Linked DNA regions of Mus musculus: regions 1, 2, 4, 5, 6 and 7 are each linked to region 3. The links are chromatin contacts, called in public Hi-C, HiChIP or PLAC-seq and promoter capture Hi-C maps. All regions are on one chromosome and are shown on one strand. Each heading gives the region's core, a stretch centred on a gene start, on an enhancer-like site or on the middle of the called end of the contact. The rest is flanking DNA. Distances are from core to core; before and after follow the strand shown. Region 1 overlaps Atp8b4 (ATPase, class I, type 8B, member 4). Region 2 overlaps Atp8b4 (ATPase, class I, type 8B, member 4). Region 3 holds the start of Secisbp2l (SECIS binding protein 2-like). Region 4 overlaps Atp8b4 (ATPase, class I, type 8B, member 4). Region 5 overlaps Atp8b4 (ATPase, class I, type 8B, member 4). Region 6 overlaps Atp8b4 (ATPase, class I, type 8B, member 4). Region 7 holds the start of Dut (deoxyuridine triphosphatase).

Evidence for each region. Promoter capture Hi-C pulls out the DNA fragments that hold promoters and counts their contacts. Hi-C and Micro-C count contacts between places; a contact is called where the count stands out from the background. HiChIP or PLAC-seq counts read pairs in DNA pulled down with a chosen protein or histone mark.
Region 1: a promoter capture Hi-C map of the 3T3-L1 cell line shows a contact between it and region 3, with 15 times the contacts expected there. The contact joins the enhancer-like site here to the promoter of Secisbp2l in region 3. A contact is called at or near these places in 16 of 39 promoter capture datasets (the 3T3-L1 cell line, 3T3-L1-derived adipocytes, the C10 cell line and 9 more), 2 of 484 Hi-C or Micro-C datasets (the HPC-7 cell line and palatal mesenchyme) and 6 of 115 datasets of contacts at active chromatin or transcription factors (the SCID.adh cell line, astrocytes, embryonic forebrain and 3 more).
Region 2: a promoter capture Hi-C map of the HPC-7 cell line shows a contact between it and region 3, with 7 times the contacts expected there. The contact joins the enhancer-like site here to the promoter of Secisbp2l in region 3. A contact is called at or near these places in 16 of 39 promoter capture datasets (the 3T3-L1 cell line, 3T3-L1-derived adipocytes, the C10 cell line and 9 more), 2 of 484 Hi-C or Micro-C datasets (Sertoli cells and embryonic stem cells), 5 of 115 datasets of contacts at active chromatin or transcription factors (astrocytes, embryonic limb bud, fibro-adipogenic progenitors and 2 more) and 1 of 9 other capture datasets (embryonic stem cells).
Region 4: a contact with region 3 is called in an H3K27ac HiChIP or PLAC-seq map of cardiomyocytes, with 5 times the contacts expected there. The contact joins the enhancer-like site here to the promoter of Secisbp2l in region 3. A contact is called at or near these places in 11 of 39 promoter capture datasets (the 3T3-L1 cell line, 3T3-L1-derived adipocytes, the HPC-7 cell line and 8 more) and 6 of 115 datasets of contacts at active chromatin or transcription factors (acute myeloid leukemia, astrocytes, bone marrow-derived macrophages and 3 more).
Region 5: a promoter capture Hi-C map of the 3T3-L1 cell line shows a contact between it and region 3, with 4 times the contacts expected there. The contact joins the enhancer-like site here to the promoter of Secisbp2l in region 3. A contact is called at or near these places in 5 of 39 promoter capture datasets (the 3T3-L1 cell line, cranial neural crest, hematopoietic stem and progenitor cells and 2 more) and 1 of 115 datasets of contacts at active chromatin or transcription factors (pancreatic cancer cells).
Region 6: a contact with region 3 is called in a promoter capture Hi-C map of the HPC-7 cell line, with 7 times the contacts expected there. The contact joins the enhancer-like site here to the promoter of Secisbp2l in region 3. A contact is called at or near these places in 7 of 39 promoter capture datasets (the HPC-7 cell line, the SN4741 cell line, cranial neural crest and 4 more) and 4 of 115 datasets of contacts at active chromatin or transcription factors (acute myeloid leukemia, cardiomyocytes, large pre-B cells and 1 more).
Region 7: a contact with region 3 is called in a Hi-C map of muscle stem cells, with 2.2 times the contacts expected there. The contact joins the promoter of Dut here to the promoter of Secisbp2l in region 3. A contact is called at or near these places in 6 of 39 promoter capture datasets (the 3T3-L1 cell line, 3T3-L1-derived adipocytes, the C10 cell line and 2 more), 3 of 484 Hi-C or Micro-C datasets (muscle stem cells, olfactory sensory neurons and uterus) and 3 of 115 datasets of contacts at active chromatin or transcription factors (effector CD8 T cells, embryonic forebrain and pro-B cells).

Annotation. Positions count from the first base shown.
Region 1 is chr2:126,427,611-126,431,535 of GRCm38.p6, forward strand. The region is part of intron 7 of Atp8b4 (ATPase, class I, type 8B, member 4); the gene reads right to left. Among named protein-coding and RNA genes, the nearest start is that of Atp8b4, 62 kb to the right of the region's middle. Within about 2 kb of position 1,856, at least 18 of the 459 cell types and tissues checked have an H3K27ac peak or open chromatin away from gene starts, as enhancers often do.
Region 2 is chr2:126,361,610-126,365,638 of GRCm38.p6, forward strand. It overlaps Atp8b4 (ATPase, class I, type 8B, member 4), which reads right to left. Exons shown (of 28, transcript NM_001080944.3): 21 at 147-294. Among named protein-coding and RNA genes, the nearest start is that of Atp8b4, 130 kb to the right of the region's middle. Within about 2 kb of position 1,957, at least 63 of the 459 cell types and tissues checked have an H3K27ac peak or open chromatin away from gene starts, as enhancers often do. A contact at or near this core is called in 3T3-L1-derived adipocytes, the HPC-7 cell line and fibro-adipogenic progenitors, where this site is marked.
Region 3 is chr2:125,780,570-125,784,515 of GRCm38.p6, forward strand. It overlaps Secisbp2l (SECIS binding protein 2-like), which reads right to left and starts at 2,301. Exons shown (of 18, transcript NM_177608.3): 1 at 2,030-2,301. The coding sequence starts at 2,053.
Region 4 is chr2:126,448,965-126,452,796 of GRCm38.p6, forward strand. The region is part of intron 6 of Atp8b4 (ATPase, class I, type 8B, member 4); the gene reads right to left. Among named protein-coding and RNA genes, the nearest start is that of Atp8b4, 41 kb to the right of the region's middle. Within about 2 kb of position 1,892, at least 44 of the 459 cell types and tissues checked have an H3K27ac peak or open chromatin away from gene starts, as enhancers often do. A contact at or near this core is called in cardiomyocytes and stem cell-derived neural progenitor cells, where this site is marked.
Region 5 is chr2:126,320,722-126,324,554 of GRCm38.p6, forward strand. Atp8b4 (ATPase, class I, type 8B, member 4) reads right to left here. Exons shown (of 28, transcript NM_001080944.3): 28 at 252-2,370. The coding sequence ends at 2,089. Among named protein-coding and RNA genes, the nearest start is that of Atp8b4, 170 kb to the right of the region's middle. Within about 2 kb of position 2,055, at least 36 of the 459 cell types and tissues checked have an H3K27ac peak or open chromatin away from gene starts, as enhancers often do. A contact at or near this core is called in pancreatic cancer cells, where this site is marked.
Region 6 is chr2:126,396,671-126,400,606 of GRCm38.p6, forward strand. It overlaps Atp8b4 (ATPase, class I, type 8B, member 4), which reads right to left. Exons shown (of 28, transcript NM_001080944.3): 13 at 918-1,126. Among named protein-coding and RNA genes, the nearest start is that of Atp8b4, 93 kb to the right of the region's middle. Within about 2 kb of position 2,546, at least 7 of the 459 cell types and tissues checked have an H3K27ac peak or open chromatin away from gene starts, as enhancers often do. A contact at or near this core is called in the HPC-7 cell line and acute myeloid leukemia, where this site is marked.
Region 7 is chr2:125,245,935-125,249,628 of GRCm38.p6, forward strand. It overlaps Dut (deoxyuridine triphosphatase), which reads left to right and starts at 1,581. Exons shown (of 6, transcript NM_023595.6): 1 at 1,581-1,962; 2 at 3,232-3,323. The coding sequence starts at 1,814.

The sequences.
Region 1 (3,925 bases), core at 606-3,105, 650 kb after region 3:
CTAGTGATCTGGGTTGCCAGTTTCGAAAGTCATATATGAATTCTATTTTTCTGGATTTAATAATTTCTTATGAAAAACAGAGATCATTTTCCAATAAATGAGCGAATTAACCCTCCTTGTGTGCTGGTGTCTGAGCCGCTTAAAGCAGGAAAGGAGTCAAGAGGGTGAGAACGCGCGGATAAAACAGAAGGAAAACCAAAGAAAAGAAGAAATGAAAGTAAACAAGAGCAACATGGACGCAAGGCGAAGAGATGAGGAAGCGATGGAAGAGTAAAACACGAGAGAAAGCGGGGCCCACACAGCAATGGGAAAGAGTAAAACACGAGAGAGACAAGAGAAAGTGGGGCCCACTCAAAGAGCGCAGAGGGTGCTCTGGAAAATGACGCTTTAGAAAAGACTTCAACCCAGTTTTGGTTGTGAGCCTAGGCTTTAATGACTGAGCCATCTCCTAGACAGGAAGCCACCAAAATGAACTCTTGCAAGTGGATGGTGACATTGAAGCATAACTCTCCACAGCTGACGGCTGGCGTGAGTGCGGCCGGGAAGGGCTCAGTCCTATTTGAGAGGCAGGTGTCACAGTTTGACCATGCTCCAGTGAGTTCACAGATAACGCAAATTGGGCTTAAGGGGGTTCTATTCATTTTTATTTTTACTTTTTTTATTTTACCTCCCTGAAGGGAGATCATAAGGGTGGAAGGACTGAGAAATGAGTTTGATCAGTGTGCGTGATGTGAAATTTCCAGGGAATCAATAGAAATGTTATATTGGGAAAACAAAACAAAACAAAAAAAGAGCAGTGGTGACCAGTGCTATAAAACCAAGTTTTGAAGGTAATATGTCCCAGTTAGACTCCAAAAAATACTAAAATAAGATCCAAAATTCTGCTACATTTTACTGAATAAAACATCTAAAGATGTCAAAAGGGGGAGGAAGAAAATACATCACAGTTCACTTTTAGAATTCTGGCTGGTTTTGTTTTTTTCTCAAATTAAAATTCTTATTTAAAAATAAATGTAATTCTGGAGGATTCATCTAAAAAGAACTGACCTAAGTTTCAGCAACTTATGAAACTTTAGCCTAACAAACCTCTACGTGTATCTGAAAGGTTGACAGTCCAAGTCTCTAAAATCTTTTATTTAGAAAGACATTATAATGGCTTTATCTTCAAGTCTTAGATTTTAAGTTCAAAATCAACCCACTCAGTTAATTGTCTGGGTTGTTTAAATTATCAAAAACGGGGGGCGGGGGGGACAATGAGAGTTGTTTAAATGAAGGCTCCATGATAGCTCCCAGAGGAACAAACGCCCCTGCATCCTGGTGACTCTCTCAGCTCTGAAGGAATCACCACAGAAGCCAGTCAAGGCAGAAACTGCTTTGTGAGCCCCTCGGTGTGTTCCATGCAAACCCCCTCAGAGAATATGTCCATCTGGGGCCCACTCTTACACTAACGCTCACCTAATCCTGACCCAAAAAAAAAAAAAGAATCTGTGCTGGGGGGTAGATTCGCCTTGATCTCCGGTCATATGTTCCAGTTTCACCATGTCCTGGCAGACGGCATGCTAGCGGTAAAGGTGAATGCCCTTTGGAGCTACGGCTATCATCTTAAGGATAGAAAGATAACTTTAAACACAAGCTAAAATTCCTTATTGTAATAATGCATAATTAGAACTCTTTATGGTGCATGGATAAAGATGCCTGTTGGTATCTGGTGTAGCTTTTCCTCAGAGCTCTGTGTAGATGGTAATGCAATGTCACTGTTCAATATTGAATCTGGCTGTGTTTAATGCTTCCTCTGCAGTAAACCAGGGGCAGAGCCACCTCAACCTCAGACAAGCGACTAAGGTTCCACTGCCACCTAGTGGCTAAGGTCTCTTAACCAGCACTCACCCAACTTAGACTGGAACACGGGAGTACCTTAACCCTCCTGTCTAACTTTCCCTACTCTGTCTCCCTGGAAACCTACCCTCCTACCTCTTCCTAAACCCTCTCATGTCACCTTTGATATCGCTGACCATTCCTCTCCTCACTCACACCCTCTTCTCTTCCCTACTGCTAACATCTTCCTTGGAGGCTTTTTTTAGTTATCATTAAAGAGTGTGTGTGGGAGAACAAGATTGATGGTGTCCATCCAGCAGAGTAAGTTGTGAAAGGCATCTAGCACACAGTTAGAGTTAGACTTTCTAAGGCACTCTGCAATAATCCTGAAAGGGAACGGGCAAAGAATTATAGCAATAGCCTTGCTAGTCCTTGGTCAAGCTTTTGTCAGAGGTGGTGGGCTAGTAGTGTGAGCAAACTACCGAGAGGCCATAGCAGAGACATACAACAGGGAGAGAAAGTGTGATTGTCCAGATGCCTAGCTGGACCAGGCCAACGCCACCTTCCATTATCCCCTAGTCTTTTCTTTTATCAGTTATTGGTGGAAGGATTCAGCTATGACTCCACATAGGAAGCAGCATGCAGCATGCTCCAACACAAACACCTTTCCCCCAGCCTTCCTGGGCAAGAGAAAAACCCGAGCAGATACCCAGTGGAAGCTTAAAGGCAGTATTCCCATCCGAAGAAACTTGAGAATAATCTACTGGATATCTTTGAGGCCTCAGAGCCAAATACATTGTCTCCAGGGTTCATTGGGTGTAAATGTTCGTTAAGTTAAAGAAGAAAAGAAAACACTGAGGAATAGTATCAATCCACAGCCATGAAATTTCTTAAGAACTTATAAAAAACACTCTCATAACTTAATCAATTCATTGCCTATGCAAATCTGTGAGGGAAAAGGGAAAGGGACTCCCCTATATCCAGCAGAGGCCATCAGAGGTCATGGTGAGTGTCAACAACCCACTTGAAGAGCCTGAGACTAGAGTGTTGGCATCATCCTTGAAAATGCTCCAGGATTAAGTTGTGGGACTAGAAAAATGCCACCGCCCTGATCAAGACTAGTACTCTGCTGTGGTGGCCCCTGGGTTCTAGGATGACATCTGTGAGAAACAGAAATGTTTCTCAGACATGCTTTGCTCGGTATGTCTGTTTTGTCTGCTGCTGTTCAGAACATCCAGGTGTGTGAGTGCTGGGATACCAGAGCCATAACAGAGGGAAAGATGCATTTGTGGGGCGATTGTGAGCATCGCTTTGGGAGCTCCCAGGACTTTCTAGACTGCAGAGCTCTTCGTCTTGGCTGTCATGCACATTATCCTTACTCTCAGAACAACATACCAATTCTAAAAACTAGTGTATCATGGGTCAAAGCTCACAATGAAGTCATAAGTGAAAGGGGGTGTGATTACAGATAACATACTAACTCAAACTTTAAAATTTCAGACCAAGCAAGGGTATGTTGAAAAATCATTCACTAAGCACTGGTTATATCATTTTGTTTTGCTTGGCTTTTGTGATCAAATTTTTCAATTAAAAAAATGATTGAAAATAAAACAAGAGTCTAAGAACAGTGCCTAGGAATTCTGGCATTGCAACCATGAGGACCTGAGTTCAGATCTCTAGCAGCCATGAATCCAGGTCGGACCAAGTACCCTGTAGTCCCAATGCTGCAGACCACTGAGACGTGCACACCAGCAGCCTCGCTGAACGACGGCAGGCTCGGGTCCAGTGAAAGACCGTGTCTCAAGGGAAGAAAGAGAAGAATAGAAGAGGACACTTGGTGTCTCCTCCGTGTCTCCAGCGCATCCACCAGCATAGCCAAGCACACCTGCATTCATATGTGTGCACACACACATGCATACACACACACACACACAGGAAAAAAAAACTTGTTTATAAAAGAATGAGAAAAGGGTGGTTGGTAACAGAGAACTCTAATGTGTTTCCAGCAAGCTTGTGAGGTTCTCCTAATGCATGCTGACCTCATTGTGACATGAATTACAACATTTGGAGGTCTAGAATTCAGCTCCAAATTCTGTGCTCTTGAATTAAC
Region 2 (4,029 bases), core at 707-3,206, 580 kb after region 3:
TTCTGCAAACAGGAAATCCTGTGCACGCCCTATCTCTTGTAGTGACATTTGTTTGAAAAACACAAAGGAGACTCTCATTAAGGCAGCACAAAAGAGATGATTGCTGGAGTAAAGAAAAAGAGAAGAACAGCCTCGGGCAAACTCACCAAACTGTGGCCATTTATGACTAAGGCATATTCTCCTGTCACAGCCTCTCCTGCACCCGCGTCCAACCCCAACCGCTGCTTGTTGTCATAAACTGCATGTCCATTGGAAAAACTCGTGCTTTGTCCAAGCAAATTTTCCTTTGCTTTCCTTAAAGAATAAGAGAATTAAAAAAAGGCATAACAAAGCACACAGAGCTTGTCTATAACTGAACCAAGAGGCCGGCCTGGAAATGAACTCATGCTACCACTCTTCAGCGTAAGGCCCAGGTATTAGGCCACCAAGCAGAGGGAAGGCCAGACAGCAGTGCATGTCAATCCTGCAGGGGCTGGGGGAGCACAAGGAACTAGGCAGCTAAACACAGAGAAAACAGAACTACCTCAAACATTTTACACTACCTAAAAACTGGCTTTAACCAAGGAATCTTGATAGCTTTGGTGTATAAAGAACCACTCTCTGGAAAAACGGTGTTTTTCAATATGCTAAACAAAAACTAAAGGCGATGAATGAAACCTTCTCATTACAGAGCACTCCCCTCCTTCCCTCTCTCTTTCCTTTTCTCCATTTTTCCCTCTCCCTTTCTTCCTGACGTACGTACATACGTGTGTGTGTGTGTGTGTGTGTGTGTGTGTGTGTGTGTGTGTGTGCGCGCGCGCGCGCGCGCGCATGCGCTCATCATTATATAACCTGGCTGAAAACAATAGTCCACTTATAAACACATTTTGTTTAACTTTGAAAGAGATTCATGATGCCATTTATTATTATAAAATAAAAGAAAAATATTTTAAGTAAAAATAAAATCCTCATAAGTTTAAATGATAACAATGACCTTGTGAGAAACTCCAAACTCCAAACATGGGGTTTTTACAAATAGAAATTCCTCGCAATGCTAAAGACCTAATCAGTAGCTTATATGATGACATAAGCCCATTAGAACTGGCATTCTACTGTTCTCCTAAAAAATGTGATAATGTCTTTAATAGGAAGGTAAATTCCCACCCAGAAGACCTGTGGGTGACCAGGTTATAAATAACAGGTCTGTTGGCATGACCACAGTAGCTTCCATCATAGGAATACCGGCAGATGTCCCCTGCAGAAGGATGCCCAAGCCAGCCCCTGCATGTGAATATACCACTACATGTATAGATGAATTCCAGAAGAAAACAGAAAGTGAAGAATAGGTTAGCAGATGTTTCGACTTATGGCAAAATGAACTGTCTTCTTGATGTCCTGCCCAGTGTGGAAAGCATTTATTACAATGAGTTTATGCTGAAGATCCTCTGATGGGAGAGAATGGTCATATTAAAACAAGCATTATGCCTTCAGCTTTTGAGTTATTTAACATACAGTGATGCATATAAAAATGCATCACCAAGAGTTTATGTATGAACTACAAAAGCAGACCCAGAAGCAAAGGCAGGTCACCTTGTTTCCTGGCTCAACACTGCCCTCTGCTGTCCGGGACCAAAATCGTGCCTGCACTTAGACTTGTCACTCAGCCTTGGTTCCAAGGATGATATCAGACAGTTAGCAGGCAGTTTGCAGAAACAAACAAAAGGATGTGTAAGGTTAGAAGGCTGTTTGAAATGCACTGTGGGGAAGGAGACAGAGCAGGCACAGAGGATTACTGTTGCAAGCAGAAGGCTCCAATGTCCTCGGTAGATAAGCAACCCAATGAACGCTCATCATGGTCATGAAAACTGGCAGCGCCATCTGATGAATGGGAGAAATGATACCAGACATGAATGTGTGTCTCTGACGGCACTGCAGATCTCATAAACTGGGCTTTGAGAAGGCACTGAAGCAAAAAAAAAACATCTCCCAGGGTTTCCTGTTTGGTGAGGCTCCCATTTGCTGTGTAAATGACTCAACCTCTATTTCCCCCTTGCAAAACGAAAACATTCCAAGGGAGGGTGAAGTTCATGAACACACTGGCTGAAATTCTACTTATTTAGGAGCTTTCCCCAACAATGTCTCCCTAACATGTGACACAAGTCCCTTTCCAGGCAGAAAAAGAACAATTTTTATGCTCTGCTAAAATTGCTAATGCTCCCCCCACCCTCCAAGGCCTTCACTCCCTGCCAGACTGGAATGAGTGCACTGTAAGACCTGGGTGGGTGTTCATAGCTGTCCTTTCTCTTACTTCCTGGAACTCAGCTCTCCAAACACAAGCTGGTTCTTGCAAATGCAATTCATCAGGAAGGAAGAAAGCTACACATAGTACCTTTCGGTGAAGATGGACAGTGTGTGGGCATCCGACATTCTACTGGACCTCAGAATACAAACAGATGTGAAAAGAAGGGCTCTGCCTTCTAGGCTTTGTAATGAGGGCAGTTTAGTACAATGCTGTAATGCAGAACCATAGGCAGGGTTGAGTTGACTAGAGCACTCACAGCCCATACCATCTGAACACACTACAGCGGAGGGAGGGAGCGCTGTGCTCAGCCATGCATTCAGCCTGCAAAGGAGAGAGGGGGTGCGAGGGATGAGCCATTTTCCTCAGTCCTTTCCTGGCACTCTAGATGCAGGAAGTAAAAGAGATCTGTTAGGAAATAGATTTAAATTATGACATTATGTTTAAAGGAAAATAATTTGGACTTTGGTAAAAGGCCAGAGCTTTGAGCTTGCTTGTTCCTTGGAAACTTGGGTCTGCCTCTGACAGATTAGCTATCTGACTTTAGGCCACTTGATTAGTCCGGGGCAGATCCAGGACTCCAAATTCCTAGTTCTTGGTTATCAAAACAAATGGCTTTACATATACAGCCAGCCACAGGCTATCTCTAGGTTGGAGTAAGATATGCCACCAGAGAGTAATGAAGGAGACAGCACCGCCCTTCAGAGAGTGAGGAAGAAAGGAAGTGAGTGAACTTTTTAGTTCAAGCTTCCAGTTCATTGCCCCACAGACTGTTAAAGACGTCGATCCTTTATCGTCGATCAGAAATCGGGGACCGGCTCAGAGAGCGATCAACCCCCTGAAAACAGGGAACTGTGTGCACCAAAATGCACATCAGAAGTCAAAATGTAATGCTTTAGAGTGTTACAATTTATGAGAAGAAACCTGACCTACTAAAACAGTTTACTCGGGATAACAGAACTTGAGCATTCAAACCTATTTGGTCGCTACTGTCATTAATGACTCTATGATATCACAGTCAGTGTTATGTTCTGCTCCACGAAAGGACTCCTAACTGGCCAATATCTTATAAACAGCCTACATCACACAGCTAATTTTCAGTACCTGCCCCAAGAGCCATTTACAAGAGGTACCAGTGATTAAAGATTTTACTGCTTAGAGAGGGGCTATAGAGTCCTAGTGTCTCTGCGTGGGTACTTGGAGGCAGCTGGGTCATTTAATGAATTTTTCTGAGAACAAAACATGGTGGCTCAGAAATGAAACACTGGATGCGTTATCTTGTCTGACTGATCAAAACCTCATTGTCTATTTTCCTTGCAGCAGAAGATACATGCTCTGTTAAAATGACAGAATCCATGAAATAACCTCAGAAACTGGCAGGACTTAATTGTAGACCTGTGGGCATGAGACTAACACAGGGATGACTGTAGACCTGTGGGCCTGTGGCCAACATAGGGCTTAACTTAAACCTGTGGGCATGCTGCCAACACTAAAGCATCAATGGGAACCAACTCAATCAGGGTTCCACATGTCCAAAAATGGCTAACAACTATGTTATGTGCGTGCTGCGTGGCATGAACATTACTCATCGATGTTGACGACATCTAAACACATTGGACAGGATTAACTACAAGCATGTACATATTGTCCATCCAATGGCTCCTCCCTCAGATCCTTCTCTTTCAACACATTTTTTTTGCATGAACTCAAAAACATAGCACAAGAACATGAAAGGGCACACATTTATGATT
Region 3 (3,946 bases), core at 1,051-3,550:
GTCCTGGGTTCAGTGAGACACCGTGCCTCAAAAAGTAAGGCAGAGAGCAGCGGAGGAGGCGATCCGCCCAACCTCGACCTCTGACCTCTATATTCACACCATGCACATTAACCTCCCCACACCTACCACACACACCACACACACACACAAATATCATACCAAGTAATAACTGTTTTTACAACAGCTAACTCTGACAGAACTTGTTTTGACTTAATAGTCTTTGTAAAAGAGAATACTCAAGAGGCTATTCCAGCTGTAAGATGGTTTCAGTCGTTAGTAGTTAGGATTATCCATCTAGCACTCTATTGCCAATGAACTGCTCCTTATAAACATATGTAAGGTTTATCTTTTTATAAAGAGCTTATGTAAAGAGTGGTTTATAAAACCTATGGCACGAAGGCCTTCAGACACAAACATTTAAAGTTACTCTTGTGCAGTCCTCCAAGGATTTATTACTTAGGCTAACTTGAAACACAACAAGTCTGTGTTGAGTACAATTATAAAAAACTGACTTATGCAAACTGCTAAGCACGACAACAGCTAATGCTGTAGGCATTTTCAGAAATTCTGAACATAAGCCAACAATGGTTTAAAAGGAAAAACCAAAACACTAGGGAGGGGATGGGAATTTGGCACATATCACAAATAGTTCTTGAGGGCCTTTACCTAACTAAGGCTGTTTTGTACTGACTGTAGGCCAAGCTGAGGCAAGAGGTACTGGAGGTTTAAACAAACAAACAAACAAACAAAAACCCTTCGTTATCAAATCCTTCTGCATGGCTTTTTTTCCCTAGCTCTCAGATTTCCAAGAATTTAAGTACATGGTGGAGTTTGTGGAATGACAGAAGAGGATACTCTCTAGATAATCTGCTACACTTGCTCTTAGGGTAATCACATGAGGAGTGCCATGCTAAATGTTACCATCTAACCAGGTAATTACATTTCCTCTAAGATGAAAGGAGACATAAGTGAGTATACATATGCATTAGTGCTTCCAGAGTGCCCAGGACGGACAAAAACATCCCACCCTTTCATTAGAGACACACGCGCAAGGAAATTTCCTTTTCCTTCGTCAAGGCTGGAAATCTCAGGTTCCTTTTTCAGAATTACTCTCAAAAACAATGTTTTAATAAATTCACTACATACTGTAACATAATACTCCGGGCCACAGTGAAGTGTGTATTTTCCAAGTGGTCCCACATCAATTTTCTCTTGGTAATTGGTGTTCTTTAATAAAAATAAACTTCTAATCTCTGGAAGATTTGCTTTCCTTTTTAAATCTGTGTGGTAAGGTCCTGTGGAAAGTGCTGAGAGAGGAGAAATCTTTCATAAGAGGTCTAGGATAGAATGGACAATACGACAAGAATCAACAACAGAAACGGCGAAGTGTTCAAAATTAGAAAGCTGTGTTTTGGCTTGAAAAGTGTGCGATTCAAAACCAAAACTGTCGTTAACTATGTATAAACAGAAACTTGGGAGATGGTATCTCATTTACTCGAGTTAATTAACTATTCGCAAAACTAACAGGCAAGTCACCAGTGTTCTCCTTTCAACTATGTGACTAACTGACCAAGGTCCTGGTAGAGGGAAATTGACAGCGAACAAAAATCACACTCAGTCAAATTAAGTCGTTTCCAGGGAAGCTGTAAAATACTGGGGAGGAGGAGGAAGCATGACACTATTCTTCTAAGTTATTTTTCACCCTGCCATTAGCCCTTCCTCCCAACTCTTCCAGAAAGAATTCGATGCAATCAAAACACTAACAGACCACTAATGGAACTACTGTGCGAATACGAATATGGACTCAACTTGAACTCTTGCTCCATTTTAAAAGAATAATTATTTGCAAAGTAACTAGACAGGAAAACAAGGGTAAACCACGGTAGTCTCTTCATAAAAGAAATACACTCCAGACTGCTGCAAGGGCAACGCTGTCGCCGCTGAGCTCCGCCGGTCCACCTCCCCCGGCCTTTCAGCTTCGGCGGCCTGCCGGCCCGGAGGCCCGAGAGCAGCCCGGGCGCTTGCGTACCTGCTCGGCCGGCGCTCGGTCCATGGCGCCGGCGACAGGCGCCGGCTCTAGTCGGTGTGCGCAGCGCCGCGGGCCGCTTTCTCCATGGCCCCCCGCTCGGTCCCGCCGGGCTCGGTCCACTCCGCACAGCCGGCCGGACGCCGACTCGGCTACGCCACTGGCTGGGGAGGCGGCTCCAGCTCAAGGCGGGGGAGGCGGCGGCCGCCCCGGGGAGGGATCATCTGGGACGGAAGCCGAGCGGGACCGAAAGGGCGGAGGCGCAGTAGGAAATGGAGATACGCAGGGGCGGGGATGGCCGAGGAGCGACGGGGGCGGGGGGAGGGGGGTGGCTAGCGGGCAGCCAAGGCCAGGGGCACTGCCTGGTTGGGTTACTCCTCCCACTCCCACCTAGGCAGGTTGGGCTGCCTGGAACTCAGGACGCATGTGTTCACTTTGCCGGGACCTCAGAGACTGCTCAGAAGGCAAAACCTACTCAGGATATTGGAAGAGCTTGTAGCTGCTCACTAGTCCTGTGATCCTGTCAGTACTCTAAAAGAATGAAAAGAACGAACAATCTTGCCCTTTGAAAATTGCACAAATAAATTGCATACACAGAGTAGCAGCCATAGGTAAGAAGCCCTGTTAAAAAATCTCCACAAATAATGATTAATTAATGTTATTGTCCCGGTTCCAGACTCACATCTAGCCTCAACTCCAGGCTGATTTTGCCCATTTCGAACCCTATTTTTACCCAAAACCTGCATAACTACCCAAGAAGAGATTATCTTCTCCTCTGCTTTCCCCATATGGTTAAGAATTGTTCCTTTTAATCTCCAGGTCATCAGCTCCTTAAAGACTAGAGTTTGCCTTGAAACTAAACCCTACTGGTAGATTCCCTCTGGGGAGTTAGACAGCCTCCAACACACACAAGCTCTCCACAAGAGTTCTGGCTTGATAACGTCGGTCAGCTGAATTATATATACTTCAGTGAAGAAAGAGAGTAGAGTTGGCTGCTGTTAGGGTCACTGGCCAGGGGATCTATGTCTGGAAAAGGGAAAAGGATATCTAAGAAATCTGCTTCGTCATCACGCTTTGGGAGATGTTCATAAAGCCTTTTCAGTTAATCCAAGTCTGTAAGGAGAGAGTGGTCTGTAAAGATCCTGGCTATGTTAGTGTGGAAGCTGTATTTCTGCCAGCTTAAATGAATGCATTTTGTCTACAGGACATATGAAGGCTGGTCTGCAAACCACATGATGGAGAAACACTTATGCCTGTACATGAGAGTTTCGTGCATTTGGTTTTGTTTTTCCACTGTATGCACACTTTTATTTCAGTTGCACATGCATTTGTGTTGAAAATGTGTGAGCTGTGTAATGTCAGATTCCTTAGAGTCTATTACAAACCCTTGCTCAGGATTCAATGGCTGCAGAAGAAATTTAAGGCTGATCCACAAAGCAAAGCTATTTATACAGGGCAGTTACATAAGCCACAGCGGCTCACCCTCCTTTCTGACAGCAAGATGAGATGAGCTGTGCCCCTACCGGTGGTCTTTAGCTGCAAGACACCCAGCCTGAGTTAAAAAGTCATTAATGCAGTACGGTATTTGAGGTTTTCCCCTTCTTTGAAGGATCTGTAAGAGGAAATGTAAATACAGAGTCTCTAAATATCGTTCCATATTGTATGATTTTTTGCGACTGAAATTGTTCTTGATGAGAATATTCTAAGTCCAATATTTAGGTAAAGTGTAAGAACTGTAGAAACAAGAAGTGTCACAGTGCCATATTAATGTAATGTAATCCTAAAAGGGAGAATGCTGTTGGCTATTAGAAGAAAATAATAAAAAAAAGAAGAGAATAATAAATCTATGGATAAAACAAAGAAATTTAAAGAACTATTTTACATGTGATACAAATGACTTCTTTCATTTAGCAACACATG
Region 4 (3,832 bases), core at 642-3,141, 670 kb after region 3:
AAAAATGTCATGGAAGCTACACCGTGAAGCCTCAACAACATACTGCCTAAATGGAGACAATGCCAACATGCTAACATGGAAGGGAGGAATCTCATGGGCCCCAACCCTAGACATGGGGCTATAGGCAACTAAGAGATCCTAAGAGAAAGAGAAAGTCTTTCCCAAGGAAGAGTTTCCCTATCGATTATTCAACACTAGATAGTCCCAAAATGATATACATACAAGTAACATTATATGCACTGATTAGGTTATATTTATATATTTGGTAAATACATATGTGTGTGCATATACATATATATATGAATATATGATACACATATATGATATATATTACATTTAAATTAAAGAAAACTTAAGGGCTAGTGAGATGGCTCAGTGGGTAAGAGCACTGACTGCTCTTCCAAAGGTCCTGAGTTCAAATCCCAGCAACCACGTGGTGTCTCACAACCACTCATAATGAGATCTGATGCCCTCTTCTGGTGTATCTGAAGACAGCTACAGTGTACTTAAGTATAATAATAAATAAAAATCTTTTTAAAAAATAAAGAAAACTTAAAATATTTAATAAAATAAATAAAATTTTTAAATAAAATAAAATTTAATTAAAAATTAAAGTCAATTAAAGAAAAGGGGGCCATAACTTTGAGAGAGAATAGGTGGGTACCTGGGAGGGATTGGAGGGAGAAACAGGAAGGGGGAGATTGATGGAGTTATATTCTAATTTCTAGAAATAAAAAATTACAATAAATAAAGTTTAAAAGAAAAACAAAAACACTCAAATCTGCAGTTTTAAATAGCCACTGTTCTCAAATGTTCTCTGCCATGATTGTTGAATACTATTTTCCTTCATTGTCTCTCAACTCCAAAGTTCCCTGGTCTTCGTCCTTAAAAGGAGATGCAAGAAGAGACATGCTGCAGTCCGGAGAGAAAGGAAGAAGAAAGCGAAGATTGAAGAATCAGCAGCTAGTCTCCAAAACAGAAAGAGAGGCTGCCCCTGCCAGGCTGAGAGCAGAAAGAGGGCAGCCCCTCAGCCAAGGGAACTAACGCACAAGGAAAATAAAAGCCTTTTGGAATTTCCCTCTGTAATGAAGGGTTGGGTGTAAAAGCAAAATGACAACCAAGAAAATAGGACGCTCACTGAGCTGTCCCTGGGGCCAGAAGCAGCTTAGAACCTGTGTATCCTGGGGCACAGGAAAAAAGAGTGCACGTCCTGTTTTCTAGTTTTAATTTGTCTTTTTCTTATATCTTTACATATATATTGTATTATTTGTTTCATTAAACTTTCAGTGGGAAAAATTATATGGAAGAAAGCAAATTTCCTTCCAAAATCAGGCACGTAGCAGTTTAAGTGTGGGCTCTATGATCTCAGATCCTAGTTCTACTGTGCAAGTGTTTAAAGAGTTGACGCCCCTTGTCGGCTGATAGAGACAGTAAACAGACTGTGCGATCAGGGCCAGTAATTTCCAACAGACACTTAATAACTAAGTCAAGGAAGGGGGAGTGGGGAACAATTCTTTCCTTCTGGCAGAAGACTTAATATTTTTTATATTCTAAAACTATTTACAGTTCATATGGTTTCCAGACCCCCTCTCCCAAAGCAAGGGCCTCATCCCCCTGCCTAAGTGCCTCAGCATTCCACATGTGACTCCTCAGGCAGCCGGCCAGGAGAGCATTTGATTCTAAATGAAGCCTTAAATTTAGCAGTGTGAAGGGGAGGCCAATCTGAACACACATGCCTGGGAGGGACAAGGACACCAGATGGGGCCAGGGGCGAACACAAACTGTCAACCAGCCAATTCAAAACGCCTTGCTCGGAAGGCAAGGTCTGTGCAGGCCCCGCGGGCCATCTCTACCCTCCATGCCAGCGTCTAGAGCCAGGCAGACCTGGTAGTTTGCCCATCTGGCATGGAGCACAATTCTTCCTCCGTCCTTTGGAGTCCATTCCGTTCCCCCAGCAACATTCAGTTCCCGTCTCCTGGGATCTCCCCGCACTTCCTTATTTTAGTAACTGGTCAATTGCACCTGCGACTCATCTCAACAGCGAGGACATTTCCAAGCTTCTTTTGTCTTTAGGTCTAATTTAGAAGTCACTGGCCTGCTTTAAGTGTTCTCTGGACTGAGGGAACGAATCACTCCGAATACATGGCTTAAAGGAGTAGGATGGTCTGTTAGCAGGGTGTGCGCAAGAATGGAATCCCTCAGGAAAAGGGGGTAGGTCTGTCTGCTTTCCCTGCTAGCTTCCAGTAGCCCTTGAGTCCCTTCTTGTGGGGCTAGGTAGGTCGAATGCCTGCTACCTGCTCCCTCCTCCTCCTCCTCCTCCTCCTCCTCCTCCTCCTCCTCCTCCTCCTCCTCCTCCTCCTCCTCCCCTGTCCCTCTCCCTCCGCCCCCATATTGCCCTCTTTTCTCTATCTCAAGATATCTGTGGTTGAGTCTAGTATATACCCTGATCCAGGGTCATCTTACCTCAACATCTAAATTATACCTGCAAAAGTAAACAATTTTATTCTAAATAAGACCACACCCATAAGTTCTGTAGGTTGGAGGTTAGAAAGGCTGCCAGCATGGTAGAATATAGTAATACAATCACAATTGTATCTGAAAAGACCGTTGCACAGAGGAATAGAACAGAAAAGGCAAAGACAAGGGACACAAAACAACAGAATGTGTCAAATATAAATTAACTTGGATCTAGAAAGCAAGGTCAAAAGTAACTTCAGTGTTTCATTCATAAGCTTAACATTCCAACATTTCTATCCATAATAGACCATTCATCTGCTAATTTAAAATTCATGGAGAAAATTAACCCACTAAGCATATCTCAGGGACCTGAAGGCAGAACGATCCAATAGTAGAAACTTTTAGGAAGAAGCCTTGATGCAAGTGAGCAATCAACCAAATACTATCAAAAAACATCTTTTCAGTATAGACAATCTTTGAGCTTGGATTGAAACAAGACTACATTTCTAAAGTTAATAGTCTCACCACCCCCCAAGATCTCTGGAGTTTTGGCTTGGGTTTTCTGAACCCTCAATCTAATACTTTTTATAAAGGAGAGATACAATAGGGCCTGCTGCATGAGTAAGTCCCATTGTTGTCTATAATAAGAGAATCAGGTTACAACAGGAATGGGATCCAATTGGAGCCAAGAACAATTCGAGCCTTACTGAGGGGCAATGGGGAGACACACATGATGAGCCCCAGATGCTGAGGAAAGACAATGGGGCCAGACACACTGTGCACCAGACACTGGAGGACAAGGGAGAGTAAAAGGCCAGAGGACAACTGTGAGGGGGAAAGAGCTGGATTCCCACCTTGTTTGCTGAGGGGTGTGTGGTGTCAACCTCCTTTACCAAACCTGGATTCAATATTGTGTGAGAGGCGCTTTGAAGGATCTTTCACAGTTCTCTGTGTTATATAAACCTTAAAGGAAAATAGGTCTACTACTAAAAACTCCATGTGCAGACTTTGAAAGCGTTACAACACCCTATTATATCAAGATGCACCTCATTTGGGGAAATAGTTGCCCTTTAGAAACTCAACCCTTAAAAATTCTATCTATGCAGCATAGTCATTGGCTATGATGGAAAATTGTTATAATAACTATAACAACTTTGCAGCCTGTGTACAGAAGTCAGCCCTTTGGCAAGCAAATCCTCCTGTCTACAAAGCCGGCAAAGGGAAACTGCCCAAGAAAGGGCCAAGCCAAGATGGTTTGAAAAGTGCAATTAATTTTTTGAGAGTGAAACTTTCTGAAATATTTTTATTGTGAATTAGCAACATGAGGTAAAGATGAATTTTATTTTTGTGCTTTCACTGAATCCAAATAGCACTC
Region 5 (3,833 bases), core at 805-3,304, 540 kb after region 3:
ACATGAATCCGTTTGGTTCATCTAATTCTTGACTCCAGTGCTACAAAGGACATATATTTTTTCCAGACATATAAAGGAGGGACGGGGGGTAAGTAGAGGAAAAGATGAGAGAGAGAGAGAGAGAGAGAGAGAGAGAGAGAGAGAGAGAGAGAGAGAGAGAGAGAGAGAACTCAATTGAGAAAGCTAGCACGACATAGCAAAAAGTTTCCCCAGTGAGCTCCCAATAAGAAAGAAAGAAAACACCAAACACCAACGATGGTAAAACATTTACTGGAAATATCCAAAGTCTTCAAAATTGTTATAAAACATAAACAAGCACACTTTAGCTGATCATTAGACATGAAAATCTTACCTTTTTTTCTAGGTAGATATGTATAGAGAAAGGAATCATGACAAGCATTTGCTATGGGTAAAGGCTCTAGGTAGTAGGCTACTGCATACCGATTATCTCACTGAGTATCATTTAGAAAACATTAGGCTTAGAAATCAAGACCCATTGGGCAGGGGACACTGACCTATTAACACCATCCCAGCCCATCATCCATCAAGACCACATAAGATTAACAAGCTCTTTGTGCAAAGTAGTTTTGGTTGATCAGCAATTGCCTGGGAACCCAGAGAAGGAAGGCTAGAGAGCTAATTGCTGATTTTTGGAAAACATGACTTTTTGTTTGTTTGTTTGGTTGGTTGGTTGGTTGGTTGGTTGGTTTTGTTTGGTTTTGTTTATTTCCTTGTAGATAAATCTATTCCCCAGTCTACAGTTTTATTTGCTTTCTATCATACTTAGCAACCTCATTTCTTTGACAGTCCCACTGGCGACTGGCATCCCAGGTCCTGAAGTCTCTCCCCTCTGCTTCTCTGATGATGAGTTAGCTAAAGCCTGATGAGTACATTCGTATGTGAGTTGTGTTTCTGATGGTTTGAGAATGTGTGCTTGATAGTCATCAACCACGGGAGGTAGGTAGTGCGTCCTGACTTTGTAGAGGAGTCTCAGGAAAGGCACCTTACCTCCCCATCACGGAGGTAAGTGGGTGTCAGCAGCAATTTGAATACAGAACCTAGTGAGTTGTCTACAGATCCCCAAATTGGGCTGCAATGTCTATTTTAAAAATCAGCTTCATCTATATATCTATACATTTAGATGTTTGAGCCATAAACAGGACAGCTAGACACTAAAAGGAACTGAGTCTCAATGGCCTAAGCCTGAGTGAATGGTAACAGTAGAGACTGCCTGTAGAGACTTTCAAGTTTCAAGTTTTTAAATGGGATCTGTCAGCAGCATTTGCCCATGGCCTGCATGGAACACTGTCAATAAAGGGCAGTGTTCTACCACGCTGATGGTTCTGTCTGCATCCATGTAACATGCAACGGATTACTACTGACATTGTCACACAAGTCCTTGACACATTAGGGACATTAGAGGAGCCACTGTATTTTGTCCCCACATGGAACAGTCTGAACACTCTCTCTATAAACCTAACCATGTTAGCAGCCCCCTCGGCAGAAACATTCAGTTGCTTTTGTCCCTGTTTGTAAACAGATAACCCCACGGACTTTTTAATGCATTCTCTGAGCATGTAAGGCTTTGTTATCCTGGCAAGGGGAGCTCAAGTCTAGAGAAAGACTCACTCTCGATCTGAGAGCACCACACCACATACTTTAAATTCTGCAATTGCATCTGGGAAAGGCACTCTTCACGTACGTGGTGTATCTGTTGACATGCGTTTTTGGTTGAAACACATCATTGGAACATACCTTTTACATACCTAAGACCCATCCAACATAGATGCTAATTTACGGCCTTTTTTTTTTTTCCATAAATAAGATTCAAAATTCGGATGGATTGGTGTTTAAGTTAATAAAATCTGTACTTGTCCCATGAGGCCTTGGTCTACAGAATCACAGATTGGACAGTGCCCATCTGGCCTGGAATCCTGCAGAAAACATCGCTATCTGACAGGCGTTGGCAGCTGGAGGCCATGGATTTAAGTTAAGCAATGTGATCTGCCCTGCTCCTGGCCCCTGAGCTGCCTAAGCTCAGCCCCAGATGAGGTGAAAAGACGGCTTTGTGGTCAAGTCTATCTTGACTCACAATTTCACTGTCTTATCATGACTAAAGCCGCTCACCGCGTCTGTGGTTTTCTTACATAAATTTTCAATCCAGCTCGTGTTATTATAAAGCTTCTTTTCCAGCCCCGATGCTGGGGCTGGACTTTTCGCTCGCATATTTTTTCCAGATGTGATGAGCTCTCCGTAGCCCTCCTGGTGAGCAAACGCGTATCCAGATCTTCTAGAGCTCGACCTGCGGGTCTGAGGCCTTCTGCTTCGCAGGGGTCTTTTCTTTCGCTGAGCTTTCTGCCACCGGCGGATCTGGAGAGAAAGAGCGCCACAGTGCAACCGTGAACCCAAGCATTAGACTCCAGACACCCAGCCACCGAGTAAAACGGAAGCCATTTTTGTTACTTAATTGAACGGCTACAACAAGAGAATCTTTGTCTTTACTCCAAAAGGAAACGTTAAGCCTAAAGCCGTAACATTCTCCACCTCAAAGAGGACACTAGACACTAATCAATTTTTTCCCGTTCTCGTGTAAACAAGAAACATTCCGATAAAATTCATTACTGACTCAATTTCATGGGCCATATGGTGAGTTGGGGGGTCAGGGGGTTGTTTTGTTTTAGTAACAGTGTTGGGAACAGAGCCCGGGATCTTGAGCATACTTTTGTATAGAATGTTATGTCTATAGTCCCAATACCCCGTCTTTCACCTCTCTTTCCCTTTTAGAGGCTCTCTAGATCTTGCAGTCACTAGTAACTGAATTAGGAGAAATTTTCAGAAATTAGACTCAGAATGTTCTCCCTCTTAAGGAAGGTCAACTTATCATGAGACTTCTGAGCTTTTCATTTATTCTGGTTTGGGGTGTGTGTGTATGTGTGTGTGTGTGCGTGTCTATGTCTGTCTGTCTGTTTTTCTGTCTGTCTGTGTCTGTGTTTATGTCTGTATGTGTATCTCTGTGTATGTCTGTGTGTCTGTGTGTGTGTGTCTGTGTATGTCTGTGTGTCTGTGTGTTTATGTCTGTATGTGTATCACTGTGTATGTCTGTGTGTCTGTGTGTTTATGTCTGTATGTGTATCACTGTGTATGTCTGTGTGTCTGTGTGTATCTGTGAGTCTGTGTGTTTATGTCTGTATGTGTATCTCTGTGTATGTCTGTCTGTCTGTGTCTGTGAGTCTGTGTGTTTATGTCTGTATGTGTATCTCTGTGTATGTCTCTGTGTGTGTGTCTGTGTGTGTGTGTGTGTTTATGTCTGTATGTGTATCTCTGCATATGTCTCTGTGTGTATGTAATTTACAAATATGAAGGTGTTGCTTTTTAAACAACATCTCCAGCACAGCCCCAAAATCAGAGGCTCAGGAAAACATTGTGGGGGGGGGGGTGCAGAAGGACCCAGAGGAACAGATTCCTGCTTCTAGGTAATGTCCCGAAACCTGACAGGGTATATGTACCCATCAACGTTCAACAACAGCTCTCAAATAAATAAATAAATAAATAAATAAATAAATAAATAAATAAGACCTAAACATCACTTGGGTAGGTCCCAATGTGCCTTCCCTCTCCCTAGGAAAGTGAGTGGAAACCAGAGGCTTTGCCTAAGTAAGTGATCCATTCTAATTTTCAGGTCTGAGGATGCTCACTAAGCAAAATATGACATTTATCCTTAGCACAAGAAAAATGGGCATCCTCAGATTGCCCATCAGTTTATGGGATGGATTCAGCTCAGAACCAACTCAAAAGGACCGACACGGGGATTCTGTGACTCACATGCCCCAGAA
Region 6 (3,936 bases), core at 1,296-3,795, 620 kb after region 3:
AGACATACAAGAAAGCTCAGGCCGGAAGTCACCATGTCCACTACCAAAGAAGGCAGGATAGTTAGTGATACAGGAGAGCTGAGGGCATCATTGCTGCATGGGTGGGTGATGGTGATAGGATTCAATGAGAGGGAGGTCAGCATGGCATAGTGACTTTTTCAATCCCTTATTTTCCTTCAAAGTCAAATCCTGCTTTAAATTATTTGACAAGGGATAAAGTTTCCTTTTCATTAGGAGACAAAGAAAAGTTACCTTCTCTTGGAACTCCTTGGCAAAATGAATAACCTCCGTGAATTAAGGTAAGAGATCCAGAGGACTATCCCAAAGGTCCCACCAGGCCTCCCTGTTTTCTACAGAAGAAATTGTCTGCTAGCTAGGCAATGCCAGCTTGAGATGGACCAGGAGCAAAAAGGATGCTTGGATCCCCAAATACAAATTCTTTATCCATACAGAAGAATCCAAAGGGGAAATTAGTGGTGAAGGTGCCCTAGGAAATGTGCATTTCAGGAAATACTAAATCCTCAAAAACACATATATTAACATTGATCCCACAGGGAATAGAGGAGGAAGCAAAAGACATTGGCTTAACAAGATAAATCACACTGCCTAGGGCACAACCAGGGAATTTGGCCTCCAGAGCAGTTACAGAACAAATCCACAGAACAGGGTATCAAAGGGAACAGTCTACCATGGATGGCAACAGATGCTAAGTTTCATCAGATTCTTTCAAATGTGTGCAATAACTAGTTTATGGGTGTCCATTATCTGTCAAGTATCATAGCAATGCTTAACAAGAAAGCCATGATGGTTTGGTAAGGGGGGGCAAGGGGATATTAGTTTTGAATGATGTTTTTTTATTTATTTATTTACTTATTTACTTATTTATTTGGTATCATTAAGAGAAACTATTCCCTTACCGTAGACTCTTCCATTAATGGAACATTTTTTAAAAGTCATGATGTTTTGGGTGAGAGTTCCTGTTTTGTCAGAGAAGATATATTCGATCTGGCCCAGTTCCTCATTTAGAGTGGTCGTCCGGGCTTCAGCAGGCATTGCTTTCGAAGCATAATACATCTTCCGGTCCCAGTTTATAAAATAACTGTGTCCCAGACGGATTACTTCCACACTGTGGTCCATTAACATGAAAGAGAAGAAGAAAGGACAGAGAGAACCTGTCAATACATGAACACGCAAAGCTTTGCCAAAATCCTCAAGACTTTTAAAAACAAAAATATATAAGTGCTTTGTCCTTAGGTCCTAGCAATCTTCAGAAATGCCTCCACTGAAAATCTGCCCATAAACCTTGGTGCCCAAGGTATTTCCTTTCAGCATCATAAAGTGATATGGCTGGCTCATCAGAAAGCCTCAGGCAAGGGCCTGCGGTTCTCTCTATTAAAAAAGCCCAGTAGAGTGTTTTCTGTGGCACATTCACTTGAAACTCAATCTGCATCGCAGAGTAAATGGTTCCTTACTGAAGATATTTGGCATATATCTAGTTGGAAGATATTTGGCATATATCTAGTTGGAAGATATTTGGCATATATCTAGTTGGAAGATATTTGGCATATATCTAGTTGGAAGAAATGTGTCCTGAGACATTGATCTGGTTTTACTTTCAAAAGAAGTCAGCAATAAGTCTCCACTAAGCAGTAAACAAACCGTGATCAATCCTGGCTAAAAACAGTTTGTCACTGTCCGTCTACTAGGAAGAGTGCAGTCTTTGTGCAGTAATGGATTATACATTCAAACTCCAGAAAGGGGAAGTCTGTGGCCAAAGGACTAAGTCCAAATGTCTGTCATCTATGATGCCAAATGGGGTGCCCAAAAGATTATTGCAATGTGAGGTATCAGTTTTCATAGAAATTTATTAAGGGATTTTCTTAGGCTTCTATTGTATTAACTGCTTGGAAAAAAACTGTATTTCATAAAATTAAGGGCAGCCTCAATGATAAGAATATGGTTTTTTCCCAGAAATCCCATTTTAAAGGTATTATATTGTAACATATTCAGTTTTGCTTTATTTTTATATAGTTCCATACCACAGCAGGACAGATTTGTTCCTGGACATCATGTTTGTTATTGATAGGCTAGGTTTTTTAATTATTGCTGATCTAAAAAAAAAAAACTTTAAAGTCCTGTGTGTGTGTGTGTGTGTGTGTGTGTGTGTGTGTGTGTGTGTGTGTATGTGTGTGTGTGTGTCTCACATTATCAGATACTTAGCTGAATTCTATCAGGGGTGTATATCATTTTGGATGCCTAGGTTTATAATCACTTGTATGCATGATTTTTTTCTGAATTGGTTTGTTTTAGTTTAATTAGTCCTGTCTTTACTCATTGAACTTCAATTCATGTCTTTGTATATTAATAAGAGCATTTGAAAGAACATAAAATTGCACCAATAATAGCACCGACCTACAATTTATTTCTGATCTGAGTAGGATTTCTTATCTTTACAGGAAGAGGGCTAGATGGTGTGTGAGAATTCTGAATGCTGTGCATCTAGTTCTAAAGGCTGGGCACAATACTTCCCTCTCAGAGTAACATGAGACCAGGTCATCTCTGAGTTTCCCCTAAACTAAAACCACACAATGACTAACATAAAACCCTATGAGAGAAAGATGAACAGATCTTAATTCTGCATGTGTTTATATATTTTAATGTGTGTTTTACTTTTCTGCCCCTCTCCCTGCATCCCTAACTAGCCACTCTGGCTCGGGTTTTTGCAGAGTAGCTTACTGTTTCCTTATTCCTTTACATGGGGAGGTGTTAGGACTAATAACAGTTCAGACCCATCATCCAACCTGTCCTAAACAGGCAGACCGTGTCAAGTGAGTAGGTTCTAGCCCTCTAGTCTCTAACTTCACCAATTAGGAAATTATGGCTTGCAAGATTAAGTGACTAACCCAACTCACACACACACACACACACACACACACACACACACACACACACACACACAATAACCAGAATCCCAGCATCTGTTACAGGCAATGCAAACCTGGCCTTCACTATGGTATTACGCAATAATCTCCCCTTACTGAAGGTTCACTTCCTATAGTTTCAGTTACCCACAATTAACTGTATCCAAAACATATTTGATGGAAAATTCCAAAATTAAACAATTTTTGCTTTAAGTTGTGTAATGCTCCCAAAGGGTGAACTGTTACCCCATCCTATCCTGCTCTGCCTGGATCTACCACACCTGAGATGTGATAGACCCTTAGCTGATACATTCCTCAGCATACACTATCCACATAGCAGCCATCTTAGCTACCAGATCTATTAGTAGGGCACTGAAGTGTCTGTGTCCAGGTAATGTTATCACAATGCTTAAGTCATCAACCACACTTCATCCTATCCTTCTGACATTATATCATCATATATCAAAGCAGGGTATACTGGTTGGTTTTGTGTCAACTTGACACAAGCTGGAGTTATCACAGAGAAAGGAGCTTCAGTTGAGAAAATGCCTCCATGAGATACAGCTGTAAGGCACTTTCTCAATTAGTGATCAAGTGGGGAAGGCCCATTGTGGGTAGTGCCATCCATGAGCTGGTAGGTAGTCTTGGGTTCTATAAGAAAGCAAGCTGAGCAAGCCAGGGGAAGCAAGCCAGTAAATAACATCCCTCCATAGCCTCTGCATCAGCTCCTGCTTCCTGACCTGTTTGAGTTCCAGTCCTGACTTCCTTTGGTGATGAATAGCAGTATGGAAGTGTAAGCTAAATAAACCCTTTCCTCCCCAGCTTGCTTCTTGGTCATGATGTTTGTGCAGGAATAGAAACCCTGACTAAGACACAAGGGTACACACAGAACAATGTAATACCTTGAAACAAGAAAGCCATGTTATATAACTTTTACTGTACTATGCGATTATAATTTTTACATTTGTTCACTTTATTGTTAATCTATTACTGTGCCTGATTTGTAAGTTAAACT
Region 7 (3,694 bases), core at 331-2,830, 540 kb before region 3:
AGAACTGGAGAATTGTGGTCAAAGCATATACACATTTATATGCAAAACTGAAGAGAATATATGTTTATCTATCTGTTCCCGTGGACATGATTGTTTGTGTGTATAAGGTGCCCTCCAAAGCCAGAGGACATAGTTGGGTCTCCTGGAGCTTGAGTCACAGGCAGTTGTGAATCACCAATGTGGGTGTTGCTAACCAAACTGGGTCTGATACAGGAACACTGAGTGCTCTTAACAGCTGAACCATCTCTCCAGGCCCAACAATAATCTTGTTTTAAAGGATTAAGCACCAATATTAAGATTTCTGAGAAGAAATAATGCACAGGAGCCCTCCTTACTAAACAATGCGATCACCATCTGTCTTAGTGTTCTACTGCTGTGAAGAGACACCATGACCAAGGCAACTCTATAAAGACAGCATTTAACTGGGGGCTTTCTTACCGTTTCAGAGGGTTAGTCCATTATCATGGTGTGGAGCAGGCGGGCATGGTGCTGAAGCAGTAGAAGGGAGAGGGAGAGTGGGGAGGGAGAAGGGGAGGGGGAGAAGAGAAAAGGGAGGGGGGAAGGGAAGAGGGGGGGGCAGGCGCACCTGTGAGGGCTTTTGAAACTCACGGTTAGACTCCAAGAATACAAAGGCTGGATCAATTTCCCTCATGGACTTTGAATCTAACCAACAAGTAGACATTAGGCAAGAAAATACATGCATGTGCAGACTGTAATAAGAAGAAATGTAAATAAAAACATTCTGAGAGTAAAGAGCCTGGCCACCACAGGTCTAACCCTAAACCCACCTAAAGGTGGAAGGAACAAGGAGAAGATAACCTCGCACTGGCAATGACCTGCAAGACACACAGACACATCGTGGGACTGCACAATAACAGATGCTTTAAAAGAGCTTCAAGAAGTGTAGTGTATTGCACACCCATCAGGGGAACCAATCGCCCCAATATGTATAGTCGGTATTTCTATAAAAGTGCCTTGGGCCTTCTATTTATCTTGAAAATCGAAGTGCACCACAACTTGAGTTCCACGTGTTTATGGTATAGTCCAGATAAAACCGGAGACTCCAGAAAGATCTTTAATTATCCTCTCTGGAAAAAAAAAGTTTGACTCCCAACTACCGGCGAGGGGGTGGGGGTGGGGGTGGGGGTGGGGGTGGGGGTGGGGGTTGGCTCCTTGTTGCTTTGGCTGAGGTCAAGGAATTTTAAAATGCCCTGCAGGTCCGGTGGTGGAAGGCAAAAGATCTGTTCAGGTCAGGGCGAGGAAAAGCACGTAGGAGGGCCGCTAGGCGGAGCGCGGGGCGGGGCAGCGGCCTCAGGGCCTGCAGGGCCTCCAGCGCCATGCCTCTCCTAAGCGTGCTGCTGCGCGCCCGCCTGCAGGCCGCTCTGCTCCGCGGGCGTGCGCTCGGGTCGGCGCGGAGCCGGAGCTGCCGAGGAAGCCGAGGAGCTCCGGCCGGGAGCGCGCGCGCTGGTGAGGGGGTGGGGGGCAGGGGCGGGAGCGCGCACGGGGTGGGGAGGATTAGGGCAGTTCGAGAGAGCGCGCTAGTGGGGGAGTTGGAGCGGGAGCGCGCTTGGAGGGAGCCCTGGTCTGAGCAGGTAACGGTGAGCCAGGGCCTGGCCTGCAGCGCGGGGACGAGTCCATTGCGGACCCCGAGGAGGGGAGCCTGGCGAGGTCGGTGCCTCCTCTAGGCCGCGCTCGAGCCCTTTGCGGAAGGCCGCGTCCCCTGTCCTGCGCGGTGGGCTCGTCCAGGCGGGAGATTTTCGGCGGGTAGGCTCTCGCACGCTCATTGCTTTCTGCTTTTTCCACGCCCGCCGCCATGCCCTGCTCGGAAGATGCCGCGGCCGTCTCTGCCTCCAAGAGGGCTCGAGCGGAGGATGGCGCTTCTCTGCGCTTCGTGCGGCTCTCGGAGCACGCCACGGCGCCCACCCGCGGGTCCGCGCGCGCTGCCGGCTACGACCTATTCAGGTGAGAGCCGTGGCCCGACGGCAGGAATGCAAACACCGAGCCCGGGTGCAGTCGTGGCTCCGCAGAGACCTGAGTTCACCTTGAGCAAATTCAGTAGGGGTTTGGGCGAGCGGAAAGTAAAGGGTTATAACATTTCCAAAGCGTTACTGTGCAGCGTGCGCTCCACCCTTTCCAAGTGGAAGGTCCGGATGTGCAAGGCTTATTCTTGACCGAAGTGTGACTGTCTGCAGTGTGCACGTTAAAGTCTAGGAAAAGGATCTATGGAAGCTGTGTACTTCTCTTATCCCGTCCAAGGACTGGGAACTTAAGGAGCTCCATCCAGGGCTAGCTTATGAGGTGGCTCAGTGTAAAGTCACCAAGCCTAATGACCTGAATGTATGCATCTAACATGCCCTGTCTTGGGAGAAATTAGATACTATGGCCATTTTCTACATAAGCGGGTGTTTGCTGTGTATTGGGAATGGCTGATGTTACAGAGTGAAAATTCCGTGTGACTGAACGTACTCTTCTACCACATGCCAGACTTCCAGCGCTGCTCATTGTAAAGTCTGAAGTTTCGTTGGATCAGGAAGGGAGCTGCAGTAATAAGAGACTACAGTAGTATTTGGTAGATGGACTTTCTAAAATCGCTTGTGATCAGAGTCCACCCCCAAGAGCTGCTCTGGGAGACCAGCTCTCTTCGGCCACTGAAGTTCACAGCCATAGCGTGGAAGGCAGGGGGAATGCAGTGCATCTCTGCCTCTCACCTGTGTTTTTTTAACATTTTCTTCGGGAGGTTCATTCTCATCAAGAGAAGCGTTACAAAAGTAAAGTATAGGTTTATATGCGTTCGCAGGCTCGAAGTGTGCCTAGCGGAGTGAGGCCCATTGAGTGTTAGATGTTTGCTCTTTGGTTGGCTTTTCATATTCTTTCTATGAATTAAGTCTGCCTTCCTGCTCCTCATGCTAATTTGCCAGCCTTCACTTTCAGAGACAAAAACCACAGAACACATAGCAGAGACAATGTTGGCATCTCCCTGTTCCCCACTCCCACATTCAGGGTTTTGTCTTCTTGCTCTGCCTAGGTGCTAGGATTAAGGGCCTGAAGCCATCTTTCTAAAGCTAAAAGAAAGTGCCTACTACCTTGTAAGTAAACCTTTTTAGGTGAGTTAGGAATCTGCCATAAGGTTGTTTATAGGATCTGTTTATATGAAGTAATGGCACGCATTTTATATGCATTAGCGTAAGAAGGAATGTTAAAAACACTTTAAAATACTGATTTGCCTTTCAGTGCCTATGATTATACAATATCACCCATGGAGAAAGCCATCGTGAAGACAGACATTCAGATAGCTGTCCCTTCTGGGTGCTATGGAAGAGTAGGTAAGTAGCTAAAGAAGCCGGTAACTACTTCTCATACCGGTCCTTTATGATAGCGTCTGTCATCTTAGTGTCCTTAGTGTCGTGTGGCCACAGTGAAGAGATAATGCTTAGCCCATTTTAAAAACAAAACAAAACATGGATTCACGTGTCTGCTTTTCCTTTTTTTTGACTTTGTATTTCAAGTATGTTCTCGAGCTAATAGGATGATCACATTGACCCAGTTGTTGGCTCTCATAACTTCACAGAAAAGCGCAAAGTTTAGGTGTTCTTTAGTTGGAGCTTTTCCAGTCTACAAATGAGGTCACATTCTTTTTAAATAACTATTTGCATAAGAAGATGGGGCCATAGAGTGATGGGTTTTTGGCATTTTA